3 separate regions of the Mus musculus genome follow, and all the other regions are linked to region 3. Evidence: chromatin contacts called from public Hi-C and HiChIP or PLAC-seq data. All regions are on one chromosome and are shown on one strand. Each heading gives the region's core, a stretch centred on a gene start, on an enhancer-like site or on the middle of the called end of the contact. The rest is flanking DNA. Distances are from core to core; before and after follow the strand shown. Region 1 holds the start of Rock2 (Rho-associated coiled-coil containing protein kinase 2). Region 2 holds the start of Hpcal1 (hippocalcin-like 1). Region 3 holds the start of Trib2 (tribbles pseudokinase 2).

The links. A called contact is a pair of places that touch in the nucleus more often than the background predicts. HiChIP or PLAC-seq counts read pairs in DNA pulled down with a chosen protein or histone mark.
Region 1: an H3K27ac HiChIP or PLAC-seq map of thymic regulatory T cells shows a contact between it and region 3, with 6 times the contacts expected there. The contact joins the promoter of Rock2 here to the promoter of Trib2 in region 3. A contact is called at or near these places in 1 of 39 promoter capture datasets (pre-B cells), 9 of 484 Hi-C or Micro-C datasets (CD4 T cells, CD8 T cells, double positive thymocytes and 4 more), 4 of 115 datasets of contacts at active chromatin or transcription factors (astrocytes, large pre-B cells, regulatory T cell precursor and 1 more) and 1 of 9 other capture datasets (liver).
Region 2: a Hi-C map of memory CD8 T cells shows a contact between it and region 3, with 8 times the contacts expected there. The contact joins the promoter of Hpcal1 here to the promoter of Trib2 in region 3. A contact is called at or near these places in 2 of 484 Hi-C or Micro-C datasets (LSK cells and memory CD8 T cells) and 1 of 115 datasets of contacts at active chromatin or transcription factors (regulatory T cell precursor).

Annotation. Positions count from the first base shown.
Region 1 is chr12:16,892,899-16,896,641 of GRCm38.p6, reverse strand. Rock2 (Rho-associated coiled-coil containing protein kinase 2) reads right to left here and starts at 1,664. Exons shown (of 33, transcript NM_009072.2): 1 at 1,312-1,664. The coding sequence starts at 1,452.
Region 2 is chr12:17,689,001-17,692,540 of GRCm38.p6, reverse strand. It overlaps Hpcal1 (hippocalcin-like 1), which reads right to left and starts at 1,732. Exons shown (of 5, transcript NM_001361645.1): 1 at 1,495-1,732.
Region 3 is chr12:15,815,414-15,818,783 of GRCm38.p6, reverse strand. Trib2 (tribbles pseudokinase 2) reads left to right here and starts at 1,999. Exons shown (of 3, transcript NM_144551.5): 1 at 1,999-3,370. The coding sequence starts at 3,284. Gm5432 (a long non-coding RNA gene) reads right to left here and starts at 1,847. Exons shown (of 3, transcript XR_001780551.2): 1 at 1,687-1,847.

The DNA.
Region 1 (3,743 bases), core at 415-2,914, 1.1 Mb before region 3:
AGACTATTTTTAACTGAACTTTCTGGCCTAGGATCAAAGTTTTGCTAGCAAAATACCAAAGTGAAAATCCTGGCAGTGACACCAGAGAAGCTTTGCTTTATCTACAAAAAGGCTATGAACTCCAAGCAATCCTGCTCTGAAGACTTCCAAAATACGTCCCACAAGAACACAGGAACCCACTACCAAACAAAAACACTCCCCCCGCCCCCAAAAGTCAAAATCTCTATATTTACACATCCTATAGAGCGATACCCACACTCTAGTCAGTTCCTGCGCTGTGGCCAAACAGAACTGAGTCACTCTGCAAATGATTCCAGAAACCTCAAAGGATAACCAACGGCCTCAGAAGAAAAGTTAGTCAGTGGAAAGGGAGGAGACAGTTTTTCTCATCACAGAGTCACTAGGCTTCTCCTAGCAGAGCTCAGGTCTGACATGCTTTTTGGCACAGAATGCCTGATCACCCACCCTAAGTCTAGACCTCCAAAGCTAATAGCCGGAGTATCTTTTTTTTTTCCGACTTCTCCTCAGGGTACACGTTCACACCACTTTTTCCCATAAATGCAACTCTAGGTGCACACTAATCAAATTCGTTTGCCAAGCATAATCGCTTCCCTCAACACGACCAGAAGTATACCAGCATTCTACATGGCATTTATTGTAAATCGTGTTCTTTTCTTAACCGAGCTCCAGTTAGCTGCCTTTTCCAAGGCTCTTAATTTGGATTTTGAATGCTATGGGAAAGACAAGATGAAGGGGAGAGATTTATCCCATTCTACAATTCAGACTCATTTCTTGGCTTCAGAGCAACAATCTCCGGAAATTTAATTTACATAAATTCAAATGTACTAAATAGCTACTATGGAATGTCCAAGAGCAACTGAAAGCAGCAAACTTGAGCTAGCTGTGCGTTCCCAGCTTCCTGACGAGCTCTTTGTCGTGTGCCCCCGGTGGTACTCCCAATAGGAAGAGCGTCGGGTTTCTTTCTCCCTGGGTTTTCACCCTAGCTCCCACACTGCGTGACACTTTCAAATTGGGTAGCCCAGTGTAGGAAGCACAGCCAATCCTCCACCTTTCCGCCCCAAACCAACTGGGTAGGCGGGAAGGAGACCAGGGGTGTTTCCTCCCTGCGCGCTCCAAGAACGGGGGCGGCCGAGATGACACTCGCTCGGCAGGGAGGTGGACCCGAGAATCCCAGGTGGGGTCTCCACTCTGGAACCTGGGTCTCCAGCTCCCCGGGCAGCCGGAAGCGGGGCGGGTGGGCCGAGGGGGGACCAGGCAGGGCGGGGAGTTCCCTCCCTAGCCCGCACCTACCAGCAGACTCTCCACGTTGATGGGCGAGCGAGGGTCTCGGATGAGCGCCTCCAGCTTCCTCTGACGGCCGGCGCCCGCCCCGTCCCCCGGCGCGGTCTCGGGGGCGCCGGGCATTTTCCCCGTCGGCGGGGGCCGGCTCATGCCGCTTCGCCGGGCCTAGCGCCGCCCGCGGAACCTCCGCCCCGGCACGCCGCGCGCCGCTGTCTGAGGAGCCGCCCGGCCCGGCCGGGAGCAGCGAGGCACACGGCGTCCCCGCCCCTCAGCCGCACGCGCGCCGCCCGGCCCGTAGCGAGCTCGCCAGGACCCGGCGGGCGGGAGCGGGGAAGGGGCGCCCGCGCCGCACCACCCCGCCCTCGGGGCTCAGGCCGCTAGGGCCGTCGCCCGTCCACCCGCATATCGCCGCCGGCCGCCTCGCGCGCCCACACGCCCGCTCCCCTCACACGCAGTCGGAGCCGCGTCCCTACTCGGCCGCGCGCCGCCGCTACCCACAAGCCCCTCCGCCCGCGGTCGGCTGCGCGCGGCCCGGCCCCGCCCCGCCCACCCCGGCGCGGCCCCGCGGCACGCCCCGCCCCTGGCCTCCGGCCACGCCCCGCCACCGGGCTGAGCAGCCAGGCTTCTTTTCCGTTCCCGCCGCCTGGCTAGTCTCCCTGCCTCGTCGGGCCGGTTCGCGGGACTGGGAGGCGGGACGGATGGCAGCGCGGTGCCCCGTGGTCCCCGTCGTGTGTCCCACGTCGCCGGCCGGACCCAGAGGCCTAGTTGACGTCCGCGCCCCCCGCCCGCTGTGTCCCGCTGACTCAGCGCGCAGCTATGCAAGCCGCGCCGAACTGCTGCGCCCCGGGTCAGCGCCCTTCCCAGGCCTGGTGCGCCTGAGGCCTGCGCCTGGGGCTCCCAGGGGGCGGGGAGGCCGCGCCCCTAGCCCGCGCTAAGAGTGTGGGACTCGTTTGAATCCTGTTGAGTCCCGGAGCTGGGAGGCCTGGAGGAGTTGTTTCTGCCTCCGGGTCATAAATCCTAAACTCTCAGAAACCTTTGTGCCCTTCCCTGACCAAGGTGCCCGCCTGGCCTTAGACCTTAGACACTGGCCAGGCGGAGGGAACAGGAGGCAATAAGGAAGCGCTTCTGCATCCGCGGGGCCCTTGCTTTTGGAGAGTGAAAGAGAGGGGCTGCTTCTCCGCATTCCTGCCCTCTCCTTGCCCCCTAGCCATTGGTCAGATCCTCTCAGGGCGCAATCGGAAAACTATGTGCCAAGAGCTATAAAACTGTTCACAGAGCCCCTTTGACCCAGTAAGGCCATTTAAGGAAGTCCAAGTGTAAGGAAATGATCCGAAAAGAGGAGGACTTTGCGTGGAGATGTTTACAGCAGGGCTATTCAGAATGTTCGCAATGACCAAAACCCTGGGAGTGGACCCAATCTTCCAGCAGCTGAATAATCCAAACAAGCTCTTGTCATATTCACGGGAAGAATCCTACGGGTATTGCAAGCCGGTTGAGACTAGGGAAAATTTACCGGAAGTGAAAAAATGCAAAGGGGATTATGAACACTTTGAAATGAGCAGCTAAACAAGTGAGAGAACACACTTGCTCCTAACTGAATGGGATTTTCCCCCCACTTCTAAAGATGTCAAGTAGGGTGGTGGCCTCATAGGTCTTTAATGCCAGCTCTGGGGAGAGACAGAGGCAGGAGGGTTTGAGGCTAACCTAAGTCTAGAGAATGAGTCCCAGGACAACCAGAGCTACACAGAGAAAACTTGTCTTGAAAACAACAACAAAAAAATGCTAAAAAGCATATTGAATTTTTAAATTTGAAAACTTGTACTTATGGAAGCTAGAGTGTAATGCCCCTGAATAGTGAACTGTAGAGCTCCCTGGGGTGTCAAGGTAAATATGCAGGTAGGCTACAGCCCTGGCCTGGCCAAAATTGCATGCACTTCACCCAGCGCAGGGGTCCAAAAATGTCTGCCCTTCTGGGGAGAAGCCCCTCTGACTTGGATTAAGACAGGAAGAGTCTTTGATGACTGAAGAGAACCCTTTCTCTTGTAGATAATAAAACTGGCCTCTGGGTCAAAAAAAAAAAAAAAAAGTTCTTCAAGCCAGTAGGTAAATTTACTTCTTCATACGTCCACAGACCCAAAGCTAGGAGAGTAGAGCCAGCTAACCACTCTTTCCACCCATGCACTGGAGCATGATAATTAGATAATCATTATTACAGATCTTACAAGTTCTTTTTCCTGGTGATAGTATAATGGGCTTTCAAAAGGAACATTGTGATCTTCCAGTTACAAATTAATTTTGAAATGACTTGGCTATATGTTTTTATGGACTTTGGCGGAGTAGCCATGATCTCAAGCCTTGGAGACCTTGTTTTAAAAGAACAGCAGTACCCTGGTATGGTGATTCACCTCTGTAATCTTAGCACTGAGAAAGTAGAGGCAAGA
Region 2 (3,540 bases), core at 483-2,982, 1.9 Mb before region 3:
TGCCCGCCCCTCTGCCTGGCGCAGTGCAAATACTGAAATGGGGTAGGCTGAACTGCCAAGATCAGTATGCATATTCAGGATAGTGCAGTTTTACCAGGTTTCAATACTAAATACATTTGTTTTCTTAAATGAAGGGGTGGAATTGGAAGGAGGGTGCCACCCGGACCTCATCCTCCTGTATCAGGCTGACTGCATGGGAGTCAAGGCAGGCGGGGCTTGGGGGTGGGGGTGGAGGGTGTCTAACAGGATTTGGAGTCCTGGCGAACACCCTCTTCTGGGTGGACTTGTTAGTGGTTAGAATAGAGGGTGGCTTCCTGAATGACCAGGCCGGGAAGAAAGGTTCCTGAAACCCCAGACTGCCAGTCTACAGAGCCGGCCACTTTCTCAACGCAACTCTAATTCCAGATCGACATCCTCCAAGCACTTGTTGAACAAAAGGGCTCGCGAGTCTGTAGTCGCAGCCTTCCGGAACGCTGCCGGGGCGCAGGAGCCTTCCGGGCTAGCGCCCTACGCTGCGAGCTCCCCGCACACCCGAAGGCCGTGTCAAGCAGCCAGTAAGGTGCGGAGAGAAGGCAACGCACCCAGCCGCCTAAACTTTCTCAATCTCTCCAAGCTTTCGCTGTGAAGTTAGATCAAGGAAGGAGGCACAAACCACCGTATAGGAGGAAATGAGAGCGTCATCCTCAATAAAGGCAGAAAAAGATTTAAAGAGATGAGAATCCAATGAAGAGCACCTACTGTGCGCAAGACTCTGGGTCAAGAACTACGTGTAGTACGTTCTCACACTGTCAAGATAGCCCCTGAGGGGCCGCCCTCACTTGATACAGACGCCAACTGCGACTCAAAAAGGTGGCCCATCTCAGTCAGGCTCAGGTCTCAGGGCGGGTCACGGCGAGGCCAGGGCTGGGTTGGTCTTTCCCACTGTCCCAGAGCTGAACACAGCCAAGCGGGTCCCCATCCCTCATCAAAGCTCACAATTATCCAAGTGAACCTTGTGGACCTGCCGCCCCCACCCCACCCCGTGAGGGGTGTCAACGCCCGCTGCCACCAGGCAGGCACTTTGCCCATCGGATTCTAGTCGTACCCTCAGGTTCCTGAGCTACGCACTGCGCGGAGCGACACCAACCGGGGGCTCAGCTTGCCCGGGCAGACCGCCCACGCCCACCCCGCCACCCCCACTCTGCGCACAGCGGCTCCCCCCTCGACCCCGCCAGCACTAGTCCCCATCCCCACCGGCAACTGTGCCCTGACACACAATTCCACAAACGTAGTCTGAAAAGTGCACATCCCATCGAGCGCAACGATCCCCACGAGGACACGCCATTCTAGAGCCACGCCACCGTCCGCGGTCAGCTGCAAGCCCACTACGCAGAGAAACAGGCACCATCAGTACCGGCGCACACACACCCGTTCACTCACAGCCGGGTCGCAGCGAGCGGGTCACACACGCTCCCTCCATGCAACCCCGCAGTCCCGCAGTTTCCCCTTTCCTACCGGCTCTGGAGCTGGACGCGGTCCGCTGGCTTCTCGAGCCCAAGTTCTGCGGTGGCCGAGGCTGGGGAGGTGACCGAGAGAGCGGGCGTTTGCGCTCCCGCAGCCGCCGCGCCTGCTCTGCGACCTTCGCCGCTCGGAGAGACAAAAGGATCCGCCGGCCCAGGAGAGAGCGAGGTGTGGGCGACGGCCGCTCTGCAGGTCCACCACCCGCAGCCGCCGCCAGCCCGGGAAGGAAGGGAAGAGAAGGCGGGACCCGGAGGCGGAGGCCGGGGCGGGGCGCATCGCAAGGGCGGGCACTCAAGTTTCCAACGGACCCGCCTCCTGCTTCGACCACGCCCCCAGTCTTAGCCCCGCCTCAGCCGCAGCCTGGTCACGCCCCCGCCCTTTGCCACACCCGCTGCTGGACCCTCGGTGCGCCCACTCTGGTCCATATAGCTCCCTGATCACTCGCAGATTCTCAGCGCAGCAGAGGATACGATGGGTGTTAAGGCCACTGGGACTCGGGACGGGGAGACTCTGGGGGGGTGGAAGGGGAAGGAGAGCAGGGGAGGGGCCGAGCACTGGCCCCACCTCCCTAACCCTTGGCCTCTGGCCTGCGGGTGGGGAGAGGCCGAGAGGCGGTGCCCAAAAGGGCCGGCCTTACGCCAGCACCCACCCACCCCGCCCCCGCCCCCGCCCCCGCCGTACTTGGAAGGAAGTACAGTCCCAATGGCCAGGGAAGTGGAAAAGAGGCTTGAGTTGCCCTAGGCTCCCCAGGACCATCTGGGATGCCTGCAAGGATCTCCTCCCTCTCCACATCAGTCCCGTGTGCATCTGTCACCCACTTTCCTGCGCGTGGTTTAAGAGAAGAGCTTGGCCTGGAGGTGGAAGACCTACGTTCCAGCTGTAATTACTTCTGCTAACTCATCCAGCCATCTTGCCAAGAAAACCCTTGGATTCCCTCAGCCTCGGTTTCCTCACCAATAAACTGGACAACGAGGAGATCCAGAATCCTTCTTGGGGTCTTTGCCTCCCTGACATTCAGTGTGGTTTCAGTTTCCTGGTGAGGAGGCGGGGGCTTGGTTGACATCTCCCATAATAGGGACATCTGGCCTTGTGGGTCCCAGTGGTGCTTCCTTCAGACTCCCAGCATACTCTGGCAGATCGCACCTGCCATGCCCACCCACTGCAAATATCCCAGAAGACAGGTAACCACAGAAACAGCTTATATGAGGAGCTGGGCGAGCCTGTTGTGCAGAGATGAAACTGTCTCTCTGGCGTCTCTAGGGAAAAACTCAAATCCCTCCTTCAAATCCTCCTCCACAAAAACATGTGAGTGAACTCCTACTATTCAGGAGGCTGCCAGGGGTACCTGTAGTAGAGCAGCTCGGAGGTGGAGCTCTGGGGCCTTCTCCACTCCTCCCTGCCTCTGGTGCAGAAAGGCAAAACTAAACCCAGAGGGCTCAAGGGAATGACAGCTGTGAGAGTTAACAGCGCACCACCTGACTGATTTCGAGGGCTAACCTTTGGGTCTCTCTGGCCATGATCGCTTCCTTCTCAGTAAAGACCCCACGGGAGGTCAGTCTGCCCCTTTCTGTAGCACAGCACCACACAGGTATCTAGGGTTACAGGTAGGAGGTTCCCAGAAAGTGGATGGCTGAGGCAGAAGCCTTCAGATATCCTGTTAGCTAGGGCGGGTTGCTTTGTTCTGTGGTCTCCTATTTGTTCTCATTCAACACAAAAGAGGGAGGCCTCACTCAGACACCCAGAAACCCTCTGGCTTCTATCTAGTGACCTCAGCAGAACCTAAGGTCTTTGCAGGTCACTACTGGCTCTCAGCATTCATTTAAACAACAACAACAACAAACAAACAAAACTAAGATAGCAGAAATGGTACCTCAGGAAGGTCTTTTAGGAGCTGGGCCTGGAAGTAGTCTGAGTCATCTCTGCCCACATTCTTGGTCCAGAATTAGTCATATGAACCTACTTGGTTGTAAGGGGCTCAGGGAGTTATGGCTTTATTGGATGCCTGAACACACACACACACATACACACACACACACACAC
Region 3 (3,370 bases), core at 750-3,249:
GCCCAAGGAAACACGTATTTTTCCAGGACTCCAGGAAGTTACTGTCCTTCGATACACTTTCTCTTGTGGCGACCCCCAAACATCAAATTATTTTGCTGCTACTTCATGACAGTAATTTTGCTTTTGTTATGCATAGAATGTAAATATCTGATATGTGACCCCTGTGAAAAGGTTGTTCACCGCAAAGGGGTCACAACTCACAGGCTGAGAAACACTATCATAATTCTTCATATATTTCCTAGAACTGCAACTGCAGTTCTAGGGGTCACATGAGGTACGCAGGGCTGTCATTTAACAGACGAAAACTAGAGATCCTGGGAAGAAAAAGAAGCAAAAACAAAAACCAAACCAAACCAAAAAAGCCCATGCGAATTCAGTTTCCTTCTGAATCTGAAAACTGATGCTGAACACAAGTTTCTCAAACTTCTACAAGAAAGTTTGGTGACAGTCACCCAACAGAGGCCCCAGGGAACCTTTCTCAATGGATCCTCTGTAGAGATTGTTTGTCTAGGACCTGTTCTTGAACTGGGCAGAGACTGCATGGCACACTACTCTGTAGTCATGGTGACTTCCTCAAGCTGTGGTCCCCTTAAGGGACAGTTTAGGGATCAGAGTCTGAGTTTAAGGCAGATGAGTGGGGAGAAGGATGGGAGATCTATGAGAAGACATGGGGCATTTTAGTTTCTTCTCAAGATCTGTCCTCTAGGGTGGCTAGCTGAACAAGCAAGGTCCATTCACTACTCTGAAACAACCCTCAGGGAACTCCTGATCATTAGAGCCACTATTGTCCCGGTTAAGTATAATTATAACTAGTTCTCTATTTCTGTTCAAAAGTGGTAGTGCAGAATATTGTTACAGAGTGACCTCCCTCATAGAAAGAGGTGCCTTATGCGGGTAAAAACTCAAGAGTAAGCCCAGCAGTCTTGCCCCAGACCTTGGTTGCTTCTTTCTCTTTCTGTTTTCCCCTGCTACATTGCTACTCTTACCAGGATGCATTAGGTAAAGTCAAGAGGCTTAAGCTGTGGTCTGAACTTTCCCCAGGTCTGTTCAAGCCAATGGTCCAGAACCTTCCCAGGAAGTTAAGAATAAGCAAGGGTCAAAGTGCAGCCTTCCGTTGAACCCGGTATTGAATGTGTTCTTGGCCTAAATACTGAGATGCCGGGGCTGGAGAAGCCTGACTCCTTGGCTAGGAGCCAACATCCTTTGCTGGAAGTGTGGGTGCAAAGGTGTGTGTTCCTGAGCTCTCCCCAAAGACCTTGTCCTGAAGTCAAAAGACTCTGAAAGGATCCCCAATCCTATAACTGGTAAGTGGGGGAGGGGTGGTGACACTAACTACAAGCTCACAATGGACTTCTGTTGAAATGATAAGCAACCGGAGAGAAAGAATAAAACTAATTCTAGAGACTGTGGGCTGCAAGAATCCTTCATTTTTTTTAAAACCCGCGGGGAACTGCTTGTTCAGGTTAACATAGCAGCAGAGGGGTGCCCGGTACCCAGAAGATGCGAGGCTTTCTGCGGAAAATCCCGGGGAAGAGGATCTAAGTCTCAAAGTTGACCTGAGCCTGCCGGTGTTGCGTGGCGACGGTGGCAGATACACAGTCCAGCATCCCTGTCGCTGCAGCGCGAACAGCAGGCCAGGGGAGCCCAGAGCCCTTGGACTGCGGAAGGATATAAAGCACTGTTTACCTCGCGCCTGGCCGAGCCATCCGGGGGCGAGGCTGGCGCCCCCAGTGGGGGCACTGCAGGAGTGGCGGCAGCAGCCCTGGCCGCCGGCGGGCGCAGGGGAGCCGCGCGCGCACTGGCAGCGGCGCCGCTGATTGATGGGCTCCGGGCTCAATGACAGGGGCCGGGGCGTGGGTAGGGCGGGGCCGGCGAAGAGGGCGGGGGCTCTGTGGAAATGTGTCGGTGACATTGAATGGGGAGACCGAGCGCGAGCAAGCGAGGCGCGCGCGCACACATACGCGCACACACAGCCGGGCTCGCTCCGAGATCCCCGGCCACGTAAGTAACTATTAATACCGCCTCGCCCGGGGATGCGGGCGTGCTTGAGCGCCGGGATTGGCCTAGGGCGCCGTGGCCATCCCCTTTAATTTTTAAATACACGGTCCTCTCCTACTTCTGGGTGGCAAGAAAAAAAAAATAATAAGAAAAGAAGACAAGCCGTCGATTTTTATTTTTCCTGCAGAGCAAACCCCGCCGTGCAATTTGGTCGCAAGGCATCGGGAGACAAGAGTGGTTTGCAAATTGTTTCAAGGCTCAAGACCCAGTTGTGCAGCGGAAAAGGAACGCCGCGGGTTGACGGAGTCCGGGGAGCATCTGCTGGCAGCTCCTGCAGGACCCCCGGAAAGCTCCTGCTGCTGGTACCCCCCAGGTCACCGCCCGCACTTCTTGCTTCATCGGAGGAGGATCTGGGACGTGAGCAGCGACAGCAAGAGCTAGTGCTGACCGCGCGGGCTCTGCCTTGGGCTTTGTCGCGGTACCTGTGCCTGCCCTACTCCGCGCACTCCCTACTCAGCTTTTGCAATCTTTTGTTGCCACTGCTGACCGCCCCAAGTTAAAAGCGCCTTTGCAATTTTTTTTTTCTGTCTTTTTTTTTTTTTCTTGAGAGAGACAGCTCTGCGATTTTTTGGAAAAGCCTCAGACGCCATCTACAGTTAAGACTTAGGTAACTGCCCTCTCTAGCACCCCCCTTACACGCCCCCCACCCTTTCCACCAAAAAGAGGGGGGTGCAGCGCGGATTCTGGCTGCCGCGCGGCGTGAGCCGGTAGACCCGAGCTTATTTCCTTTTTCTTTTTGTTTGGTTTCTAACGCGTGGAGGGCGAGCCGGCGCCGCGCGCTCCCTGAAGACTGCACAAACTCCACGCAGGGCTTCTCCGCCCGGTCTGCGGATCCTCAGCTGGGGATCGCTCAGAAGCCCGGCGCTGCAGCTCCTCACCCCAGAGGCACGCTCACTCGTCCAGATCCACGCTGCGAACAGAGACCCACTGAGTCCAGCGTGCGGTTCTGCACCGCGCTGGCAGCTTCTGGGTAACAAAAGGACCCGAGTTGTCCGCAGAGCGAGCACCCCCGGGAGCGGGGCTCGCAGCCGGGGACCAGCCCTGCAGCGCCCATCTGGGGGCTAGTTCTTAACTCTTCCTCCACGGAGCCCCAGACGGGTCCCCTCCCTTCTTGATCCTTTTAAGTCGGTAGCACCGAGGCGCCTGCACCGGCGCGGCTCATCCATCTCTCCAGAGGGGTTTTTTGGTTTGTTTGTTTGTTTTGTCGTGTGCGATCCTCACACTCATGAACATACACAGGTCTACCCCTATCACAATAGCGAGATATGGGAGATCGCGGAACAAAACCCAGGATTTCGAAGAGCTGTCGTCT